Regions from separate parts of the Mus musculus genome. Here region 1 is linked to region 2. The links are chromatin contacts, called in public promoter capture Hi-C maps. All regions are on one chromosome and are shown on one strand. The core of a region is the stretch at or near the end of the contact, and the rest is flanking DNA. Distances in the headings are between cores, read along the strand shown. Region 1 holds the start of Suv39h1 (suppressor of variegation 3-9 1). Region 2 holds the start of Plp2 (proteolipid protein 2).

Region 1 (5,221 bases), core at 1,263-3,762, 400 kb before region 2:
CTAAAGCGCCATTCTGGCTTCTATGAACCACTTCTGGCCTGAGAGAATGTCTGGATCTGTAAAGCCAAGGACGCCCTGAAAGAAACTCCATAGCTTCATTTGCTTCCAAAAACTCCCCAATTCTGGAGGTCTCGACAGCACACGGTTTTGTCTCCTGCTAGCTTTGCTGTACATAGCATCTCCAAGTGAGGCTGCTCGATCACTTACGTTATTGTCTGGCAAAGGTGCTTTGTGCCCCTTTTCCCTGCCCCATTCGGTATCTTAAATCACAAGGTTAAATAACTTCCTGACATCAAGAAATGAGTCAGAAAACTTGCTAATCAGTAACTTTTCTTGTGATTTACAGACTCCAGAACACCAAAGAAACTTTAGAAAATAACAGTTTACATGTCGGAAAAGCAGGCCACTGTGGAATTTATGACCATCCAGCCCTCCTCAAACTAGAAAGATAACTTTCCTCAGCTCCCTCAGTTGCCTTATACCTGCAGACTCTAAGCAAAATGGTCTCCGTTTGAGATAGTATCCTATCTTCTTTTGTTTGCCGACTTTCTAAATAGATTTTTTTCTTTGTTCCCAATCTGGCTTTTTCCAGTCACGAGTAAATGAATGTGGGTGCTCTAATTACAGAGGTAATCTTGTCGATTTCAAGCTGGCTGATCAAAGAGTATGGAACCTCCAGCTAGGCAGCTATTTCTGATGGCTGGTTGTCTACCTAGGCTGAGTCACATGATACTGAGCATTCTGACTAAACATCCACAGGTAGTACGGTCAGTGGGATACCTAGACTGACTACCTGCTTATCTGAAAAGGTGAGAGGGAGAATGAATGAGTCCCGGGGTTAGCTGAGGAACAGCTCTGTCAGGAAAGCTCCCCCGTCCCCCTCAGATACATGCATGGTTGCAAAGTATCCTGATAGAATCCAAGTCTCTCTGAGGAACCTAACACTTCAGAAGATTGACCCATAATGGAAATGAGAAAAGATAGAGTCATTATAGGAACCCAGCTTGACTTGACCACAGCCATTTTAGTCAACTTCAGTGGTGGTAGGGCACAGGGCCTCAGCATACTTTCCAAACCTATAGGATAAACAAAGCCATTAAGATAAGGCAGGCTCCAGCTGCAGATGTAGCAGAGAATGACCTTATCTGGCGTCAATGGGAGGGGAGGCCCTTGGTCCTGTGGAAGCTCGATGCCCCAGCAAGTAAGGGGATGCTAGGGTGGTGAGGCGGGAGTGGTTTGGTGGTGGTAGGGGAGCACCCTCATAGAAGCAGGGAGGATGGAGGATGGGATAGGAGGTTTCCAGGGGGAAAATAGGGAAAAGGTTTAACATTTGAAATGTAAATACATAAAATAACCAATTTTTAAAAAAAGGAAAAAAAAAGAAAATCTAAAAAAAAAAAAAAGATAAGTCAGGGAAGCATTTCATGATAACTACTGATGCCCAAATTACTTTAAGCTGATATTTAGTGAAATGGATTTAGAAAAATAATTGATGGGCCACATTGAAGTTTGTGTAGCACGTAACTCTGTCCTCCTGCTGTGCAGTATAGGGTTTCTCATGTCTTGTTGACACTAGAGATATGAATACGTCTGTAAATCTGTAATAATTGCACTTTGCGAAATCCTGGCTCTTTCTAACTCTTCTGGTATATGTGCGTGTTACTGTGGACTGTGTACGTGTGCATACACATATGTAGGCTAGAGGTCAACAGCAGGCATCTCCCTTGATTGTGATCCATTTTCTTTTTAATTCTTATTACATTTATTGGGTGTGTGTATGTGTGTATGCAGACACATATGTAGGTCAAAGGTCAATGGTAAGCATCATCCTTGATTGATCTCATTGTATTTTTTTTAATATTAAATTTATTTGGGGTATGTGTGTATACACCTACCAAAGTGCAGGTGTGAACAGAGGACAGCTTACAGGAATGGGTTCTGTCCTCTAAGAGCAAGCTTGGGGCTCCTGTCTCCCTCCTCCAGCACTTTGTCGCTGGGTGTGGCTCTTACATGGGTGCTGACAATAATTTGTCCTGACCTAATCCCAGTCCACTTCGGGACATGGGTGGCCATTGGAGTTTGAGACGTCTCCTTCAAGGAAGATGGAGAAAGGGCTGCCTGGCTAACAATGTGATGGGGACAGTTTGAGGGAATAGCAGGCTGCCTGACAAGGGTTGTGCTTCTATGAACTCAGACGGCTGCAGGGCACAGATGGATGCTACTATTGACTGAGTGTGAATGAAGAAGCGAGTGATGGAAACGGACATCTGATGGCGGCGACCGACTTATTATTTATTTCAATCAGGTGACTGGCTGAGCACCTATATATATGGCTCTAGGTCCACCCTGGCAGTGAATGCCTGCGCGAGGTTAAAATAAATGACTGGCAGAATTGGGGTTGCACAAAACAAGCCCTTTATGACTGGCTGACGCCGCGATTGGCTAGCAATATGACTGACAAGGGGCGGGTCCTGGAGCAAAGGCAAGCTTTGCTACTGCGCAGGCGCACTCTGAATAAAGGCAGCGAGCACGGGCTCTCGAGACCACTCCTGGTGACGGGAGGAGTCCAGGCACAGCTCCGCGGTTGGTCCGAGCCGGAGCTGCGAGCGGCGAGGAGCGGCCAATCGACTGCGCGTCCCCGGCCACGCCCGCGCGCGCTCTCTTCTCGCGAGGCCGGTTAGGCCCGAATGTTGTTAGCTGTGGAGAAAGATGGCGGAAAATTTAAAAGGTGAAGCTGTGGTGCTAGAGACGCGAGCTACTGGCCCGGCCGAGTAGAATGGAGGGAAGGTGGCCGGGGCTCCAGGCCAGGCGTCCGGAGCTACGGAGCCTGGAGCTGGAAGGCCGGCGCGGCAAACGTGGGGGCCGAGAGCGCGGGCCCGGCGCGCGGGCAGGGCGGGGCTGAGGGGAGGGGGCGCGTGCTTCGGCCGCGGGGGGCGCGGGGCTGCGCAGGCCGCGCGCGGGGTTTCTCGGCCGCGCGCGGCTGGCCGGCGCGCCTACGCGCGTGAGAGAGAGTCCTGAAGGAGAAGGTTGCGGCCACGCGCGGGAAAAGGCGGCTCTCAGTGACCGTTACCCTTTCGGTTTCCACGGGAGACGCCGGAAGGGGAGGAAGAAGTGGAACGGACCCCCTTCTCAAAATGGGGGAGCCGGCGACTCTAGGTGGGAAAGGGATCGAGGCGAGATGGGGGCAGGGTTTTCGGGTAGACGAGTCTCCCCGGAAAGCGGGACTTGGTGGGGGGGCCTCGGTGAGAGGAGGGCTCGGCTCCTCCATGTGCAGGAAAAGAGGGGTGACTTGTGCGTGCTGGGCGGGCTCCTCGGCCTCGAGTAGAGCGCTGAGAAGAGATTCCACAAGTGTGAGCCGGAGCTGCGGTGGGGAGGAGTGCGGCTGCTGGCACTGCAAATGGTATTTGCAGGCCACTTCTTGGGGCTTTCAAAGGCGTTCCAGACGCAGGTTAGAGGCTCCGGGAACCGAGAGGCCTCGGAGGAGAGGGATTAGTCTCTGCTGGGCCTTGGATAAAAAAGGATCAGTGTATATGTACGCAGTGATCTTTTTTTCTTTTGAAGTGTTTGTGTGTTCTTAGGTTACCATCTAGAGCATCTTATTAGGATTGTTTTAGATTTGAGTCGTATGATGGGAGGAGAAAAAAACCATCCTTAAAAGATGGCATTGGCTACTGACAGCATACACCTAGCATCAAGTGGTTTTGTGACATATTTTGATTTTTTAAAAATGGCTTCTAAAATTACGTTGAAGAAGGGATGTGCTCTGAAGCAAAAAAATGTGTATACTTTAAATCCGCTTCTCTTGAACAATAATTTTGGTGACCAAGAGTCATTGTCGGGGCTTACCTACCACATGTATTGTTTACATGTTCCTGAATTGAGAGCAGATCCCTTCGAATTGAGTTGTACTTTTCACCCCCGAGACAGGGATTTTTTTTTTCCTTGAGACAGACTACGGCTGTCCTAGAACTCAGAGATCAGCTTGTCTCTGCCTTTCCTGGGTCTAAAGGTATGCACCACTATGCCCAGTTTAATGTAATATCTTTCTACAATCTTTATAATTACAAAACCTAAAGTCCTTTGAAATAAAAGTCTTTCTTAAATGTGTCACTAATCATGGCAAGGGATTTTTAAAAGTGAAATTATTCAGTGAGAATATTTAATGTGAAAAATCAAGGCTTTTGCTATAGATGTGTTTGCTGTTAATGTGTTTTGAGTATAGATGGCTTAATGTCCTATGCCAGGAATTCGCCTAAAATTACTTGTGTAAAATTCCCAAATGTTTGAATTCCAAAATCCAGTGGCCCAGGAGTTTCAGATAAGTGAAGACTTTATAGCAACACCTCTGTTTGTTGCCCTAGGGATTTTTGTCCTACCCTGACTCTCTTAGTTAACGCACCCCAGTCTTTTGCAAAGTGCAAAGAGCATTGCTTAAGGCTCTGACCGAAGGTAAGTCTGCAGGCAGCTTAAGGCCTTGGATGTTCTGCCAGTGGATCCCTTTATGGACGGGCCCATTGCTACAAGCGCCACTTCATCCTTGCCATTCCAGAGTTAGGGGGCCAGAGTTTGGAGTAGAAGATTCTCCCAGATGAGGGCATAGGTCCTCTGATAGGAGAACTGGACCCTTCCATGTGCAGGGAAAGACAGGTTGATGCTTCCTGGTGTGTAGGCTTATTTCCAGGTGTTGCCCTGAGAATTGAGCATTAGGGTTCAAGGAATTGGCACTTCCTGTTGCAGAGGATCTTAGCTTTGGGTAAGGCCCGTCGATTACATTTTTGTGAGTCTTTGGCCTTCTCATTCTAGGTTGCAGTGTGTGCTGTAAATCTTCTTGGAATCAACTGCAGGACCTGTGCCGACTAGCCAAGCTTTCTTGTCCTGCCCTTGGTGTTTCTAAGAAGAATCTGTATGACTTTGAAGTTGAATACCTGTGTGATTATAAGAAGATCCGTGTAAGTCTGGTGTGAGTGTGTGTGTAGAGAGAGAGAGAGAGAGAGAGAGAGAGAAAGACAGATACTACACTGGCAGGGGACCCTCTTCTCCACCAACCCCACATCTGTTTGCAAAGAGGATTTTTCTCCTCTGATTCTTCCTGGGGGGAAATAGAATGAATTGACCCTCTTATTTCCATTTTACAGGGAGGGAAATAAAGTGGCTTTCTCAGAGAACAAGAGGCAGAATGAATCCTCCAATGCATGTTTGTTTCCACCTAGAAATACAAAAC
Region 2 (5,300 bases), core at 1,812-4,311:
TAATCCCTGCCCTTCATTCATTCATTTCACTTTCCGAGTACGCACATTACTGCTTGTGATGTGGGGAATGCAGAAGTAGGCCTGTTGTGGGAGTGTCCCAGTAAACTCAGGATTCCCGCATGGAATTCTTCAGACCCTTAGCTGACATCAAGATAGCAAATCTAGAATTCTGGCGCCTTCCTCCACCCAGAGTCTGTGGTCTCCCACTTCCGGCTTGGAAAAACTAGCTTTAACTGTGGTGTATAGACTGCTGTCCCAGGGGCGCGGGCTGGGGCCTTGGACCCCACTTGGAGACAGAGCGGGGAAGGTGTGAGTCAGCGCCTCCAGTAGGCCAGGCTAAAAAGGGCTGTTAGAAGAAGTCTTTGGGCCACGCCTCCTCTTTTCCTTAGACGGTGACAAACTGCACCAGGCGGTCCTAGCCTGGGACGAGACTAAAGTTTCCTCCGCCCTGGGAGTTGAATCCTACTGTCAAAAGCTTATATGGACAGTAGACTCCAACCCAGGGAGCCACAAAGCAGGTCCTGGCCAATGCTACAAATGTCCAGTCACCTTGCTGCTAACCACATCCTGCATCCTCAATCCCATCCCCCAAAGAGGGAAGTTGTGGTCTAAACAGGCAACTTTCCCCCCCACCCCATAAGGAGGAGGGGGGGAAGGGGAGAAATGACAGGTCCTGAGTCTCAGGTGGCAGTGGGGGTGGGGTGGGGCAGACTGCAATCCGAACAGGGACAGCTAGCAGCTGGGGTATAAAAAAGTGAGCACTTGAAGTGTTAGTGTGTGGTGACATGTGACTCAGAGTACAGTGGGAGTATGGTTCCCCAGAAGTCAGGAAAGGGTTCTAGTACACAGTTCCTAAACAGCCACACCCAGGGGACTAATATAGTAACCTCAGCCACCATTTACTTAGTTTAGCTTTACCCTGCTACTAGCTTTAATGGGGGTTTTTATTTCATCTACTTACATGCCTACTCAGCATTAGGTCATTTCCCAAAGGGGGAAAACGAGGCCCAGCGATCGCAAATAGACTGGATGGTGGAGAGCTCAAAGCAGGATTAGTTAAAGCTTGGTTTGGAAGCCTTTCCTCATAATCTTAACCGTATTTGACAAGTCCCAGTTGAACCTCGACCATATACCTGCTCTAGAGTAGTTCTACAGTGACTCCAGGGATAGTAAAAGTAGACCAGTGTCAGACAAGAATGACAAGAATCCATAAAAGATAACTTCCAAGAGAATTGATAGTTACAGAAATAATAATAATAATGATAATAATAATAAAGGTTATGGCTGGAGATTGTTGTATTCCTGTAATTTCTCCACGTGGCCAGCCAAGACAAGAGGATCACGAGTTCTAAGCCATGCTGGACTACCCAGTGAGAGACTGGCTCAAACAAACAACATCAAAGCAAAAAGGACCAGCTAGACTGTGGGAGGGGTGGTGGGCTGCTAGCCTGCTTGAAGACACAGCTTTTGAAGTGGAACCTGAAAGACCAGAAGCCAAATGAAGCCAACGCTGTGGGGGAGGGGCACGACAGTTATGAGAACGGCGAGTACAGAGGCCAGAGCTAAGTTTGTCATGTTCCACAAGTTCAGGTATTTGTCCCTGCTTGAATGCAGGCACTCAACACTGGGGAAAATGTTTCAACCTTTCCATTACTCAGGCATTCTCTCAACAATGGTGACTGTAAAAGGGAACCCCTTTCTTCATTTGGAAGGGACCTATGTTTGGGGCGGGGCAGGCAGGACCTTAGGGTGAATTCTAGCCTTTCAGTGATTGCGTTATACTTGAGTATAAACCAATGTCCAGAACACATTGGGGTGGGGGGAGTGTCCTGATTTCAGGTAACCAGGCACATGTCTCAGAGTTAGACACGACGAAGGCCAGAAGGAATTAATTAATTGCTTAGGAACACACCTCAAAAAGTCAACGTTTGTACCCCAAATTATACTCAAAGACCATCCCCTTACCTTGCCCAACTCTCAGCAAAAATGTGTGCTTTCTCTAGTCTTTCCCTAAAGCTTGTTTGGCCTCTCTTCTCAGAACCATAAAACAGAGGTCCAGTACCGAGGCCGAGAAGAAGTCTTGCCTGGAATTGGCCAGCACGGGTTACTGGGGGGGCTAGGCTCGAAGCAGACTGATGATATAGTCACTAGTATCCACCAGGTCGATCACCAGGTTCCGTTCCCAGTCTCTGCAGCACTGTCACCACCACTGCCCAAACTCTGGGAACTGACTGCATCCTCCTCATCCCAGTTTGGTACCAGTTGACTACAGAACCTGACCTGACCCAATCAGAAACACCTTTCAATTTTTATTCATCTCACTTATTGTGAACAATTACACCAGATCCAGGGGGAATTAAGTCTTACTACCTCAGACCCTGCCTGTTAGGTGGTTCTCAACCTCCCTAAAACTGCGACCCTTTAATACAGTTCCTCATGCTGTAGGACTCCTGACCACGACATTATTTTTGCTGCCACTTCATAAGTGCATTTTTGTTACTGTTAGGAATTGCAGTGTAAACATCTGTGTTTTCTGATGATCTCAAGGGACCCCTGTGAAAGGATCGTTGGACCCCAAAGGGGTCCTTACTCACAGGTGGAGAACCACTGCTCTATGCAAAGGGAAAACTTTTTAAAATTCAGAGCACTCCGAATTCAGGAAACATACCTGGCCTCGAGAATTTCGAGTTTAAACAGGGCCTCAGCTACCCCTTTTTCAGCTAAGGAAACTATTACTTCTTGACCTTTTGGCTAAGTTCAAAAGTAGAAAATCGAGTCACTCCCTTCCAAAGCCAGATTCCCTCGGTAGCTCTTTTGCATTAAAAAGAAAGAAAGAAAGAAAGAAAGAAGGAAAGAAAGAAAGAAAGAAAGAAAGAAAGAAAGAAAGAAAGAAAGAAAGAAAGAAAAAGTGAAGGGTCTACATATTCTTGCTCCTGGTACCTGGAGTTTCCAGGCACCTTGTAGATAAGGCTGTGTGCGGGACCCGTATCGTCTTCGGCCGCAGGGCAAAGGGGGCTTCCGGGGCGGCCTCCACCTGGCCCGGCCCCCTCCGGCCCCGCCTGCTTTGCTAGGCGCGGTGATTCATTCCCTCCTTTGCCCGGGGGGCCCCCTTCCCGGCCAGACGGCGGGACAGACGGCTGGGTGTGCAGCGACCTCGAACCCGTGAGCCAGAAAGCAGAGCTTCTGCGTCCCAGGGACTCCAGTACACCACCATGGCGGATTCTGAGCGTCTCTCGGCCCCCGGCTGCTGGTTAGCCTGCACCAGCTTCTCGCGCACCAAAAAGGGAATTCTCCTGTTTGCTGAGATTGTGAGTGTTCCCCGGCCGGAGGTTGGGTAGAGGCTGAGTGTGCAGGCTGGACCACTGGGTACGGGACTGTGGCGGTTGAGGCAGGCACGTGGTCCAGCTGCTTGCCAGTGGGATGCAGGTGGGTGAGTTTGTGGAGGAGGGTCGAAGCCAGCCAAGATGCAGGGCGTTCGGTGGGGCATGGGCGAAGGGGTGGAGAGCTGGTGGTTCACTGGTGAGGTGAGTTATCTATAACTAATGTTGGGGGCTGGGGATGTGTGGGTGCGTGTGTGGGTGTAGGTTCATAGTGGTCGGAGAGAAGGGGTCCTGGGGAGTGGGAGCCTCTCGTGGCAGGGCGTGGCCGGCCTGGGCACTAGCTGGCGGGCTGGCAGTGCGCCTAAAGGCGGGGCCTGTTGGGGTGGGGTAGAGCTAGTCCCCTCTAGGGTAGGGCGTTCCACACTTCGCCAGTTCTTCCTTGCCCATTTGGGACTGGATGGGAGGTCCTTTGCTCTTTGGATGGTTATAGGGAACCTTGGTTTTTCCATCCCCCTCCAAGTGGGCACCGCCTTTGGGTCACTCATAAAAGAGGTGCGGTTCCTTTAACGGAGCCCTGCCCTTCTAGTGTCAGTCTCCCCCCCCCCCCTTCCCAAAGGGGTTGCCTGGGGAACCGAACGTCCCTCCCCCTCAAGGCATGGACGCTGGCGCCACAAGCGCTCACAAAACACCTGGCAGAGCCACTCCCCTCAGGGAAAGGAGAACTGAAGCACATAATTCGGCATTTTTCTTACTGGTTGACCCTGGGCAAGCCACTTAACCTCTCTGTGACTCACTTTCCTCCTGTGTAAAATAAATGTATCTAGCTCATTAGATTCTCGTGATGATTAAGTGGAATACGACGTGTAAAGCCCTTAGACAATGCTTGGAAGAACACTGAGCATGCGAGAGGTGTTTCGTAATTATCAGATGTCATTTTCTCACTCCTGGTAGTTATTTGAGAAAAATGTTTTTTTTTTTTCTCTTTCTTCCCCATCCTCCCCTACCGTCTCTGGAGCGTGGGTGCAACCTAGGGCCTTGCATATGTTATGCAAATGCTCAGCCACTGAGCTACATCTTGGAAAGTAGATTTCCTCCCCTCCCCCATGGATATTTAGGTTTGAGAGCCCTCTTTTCTAATTTTTTTTTGTTTGTTTTTTTGTTTTTCAAAACAGGGTTTCTCTGTATAGATAGCCTTGGCTGCCCTGGAACTCACTCTGTAGACCAGGCTGGCCTCGAACTCAGAAATCCGCCTGCCTCTGCCTCCTGAGTGCTGGGATTAAAGGCGTGCGCCACCAAGCCCGGCTCCCTCTTTTCTAATTTAAACCATTGCTTTTAACCCGTGGCTGATTGAGCTCCGTTGCTCCCCTCTCAGATACTGTGCCTGGTGATCTTGATTTGCTTCAGTGCATCTACAACATCGGCCTACTCCTCCCTGTCGGTGATTGAGATGATCTGTGCTGCTGTCTTACTTGTCTTCTACACGTGTGACCTGCACTCCAAGATATCATTCATCAACTGGCCTTGGACTGTGAGAAAGGGGCCGGCAGTGCCGGGGCTGGGCAGGGGTTGGGACGTTGGAATGGTCTGCAGCTCTCACCTTTTTCTTGGCCCACTTCGCAGGACTTCTTCAGATCCCTCATAGCAACCATCCTGTACCTGATCACCTCCATTGTTGTCCTTGTAGAAGGAAGAGGCAGCTCCAGAGTTGTCGCTGGGGTAAGGGGCCCAAGAAACAGATGCAAAGTCTGGCCGCAGCAAGGATCATTTGGTGTGAAAACACTGTCCCTTGTCAGACACAGATCTTGTGAGAGGCAAAGGCAGCCCCTTTGTCAACCTGTTAGACTACCACGTGCTAGAACTTTGTCTCTAGTTGTAGGAAGCAAGCCCTCTGCATATGGGGCAATGGGGGTGTCTGTCCTGTGCTGAGAGGTATTGGGGAGATGGGGAGGTAGTAAGCATTCAGACTTCTGACCAGTCCCA

What was found. Promoter capture Hi-C pulls out the DNA fragments that hold promoters and counts their contacts.
Region 1: a contact with region 2 is called in a promoter capture Hi-C map of pre-B cells, with 3 times the contacts expected there. The contact joins the promoter of Suv39h1 here to the promoter of Plp2 in region 2. A contact is called at or near these places in 7 of 39 promoter capture datasets (the C10 cell line, cranial neural crest, embryonic stem cells and 2 more), 1 of 115 datasets of contacts at active chromatin or transcription factors (pancreatic cancer cells) and 2 of 9 other capture datasets (liver and pancreatic islet).

The regions. Positions count from the first base shown.
Region 1 is chrX:8,072,051-8,077,271 of GRCm38.p6, reverse strand. Suv39h1 (suppressor of variegation 3-9 1) reads left to right here and starts at 2,512. Exons shown (of 6, transcript NM_011514.2): 1 at 2,512-2,728; 2 at 4,804-4,949. The coding sequence starts at 2,710.
Region 2 is chrX:7,669,151-7,674,450 of GRCm38.p6, reverse strand. Plp2 (proteolipid protein 2) reads left to right here and starts at 3,061. Exons shown (of 5, transcript NM_019755.5): 1 at 3,061-3,308; 2 at 4,693-4,848; 3 at 4,941-5,036. The coding sequence starts at 3,213. It overlaps Magix (MAGI family member, X-linked), which reads left to right. Exons shown (of 6, transcript NM_018832.2): 6 at 1-1,285.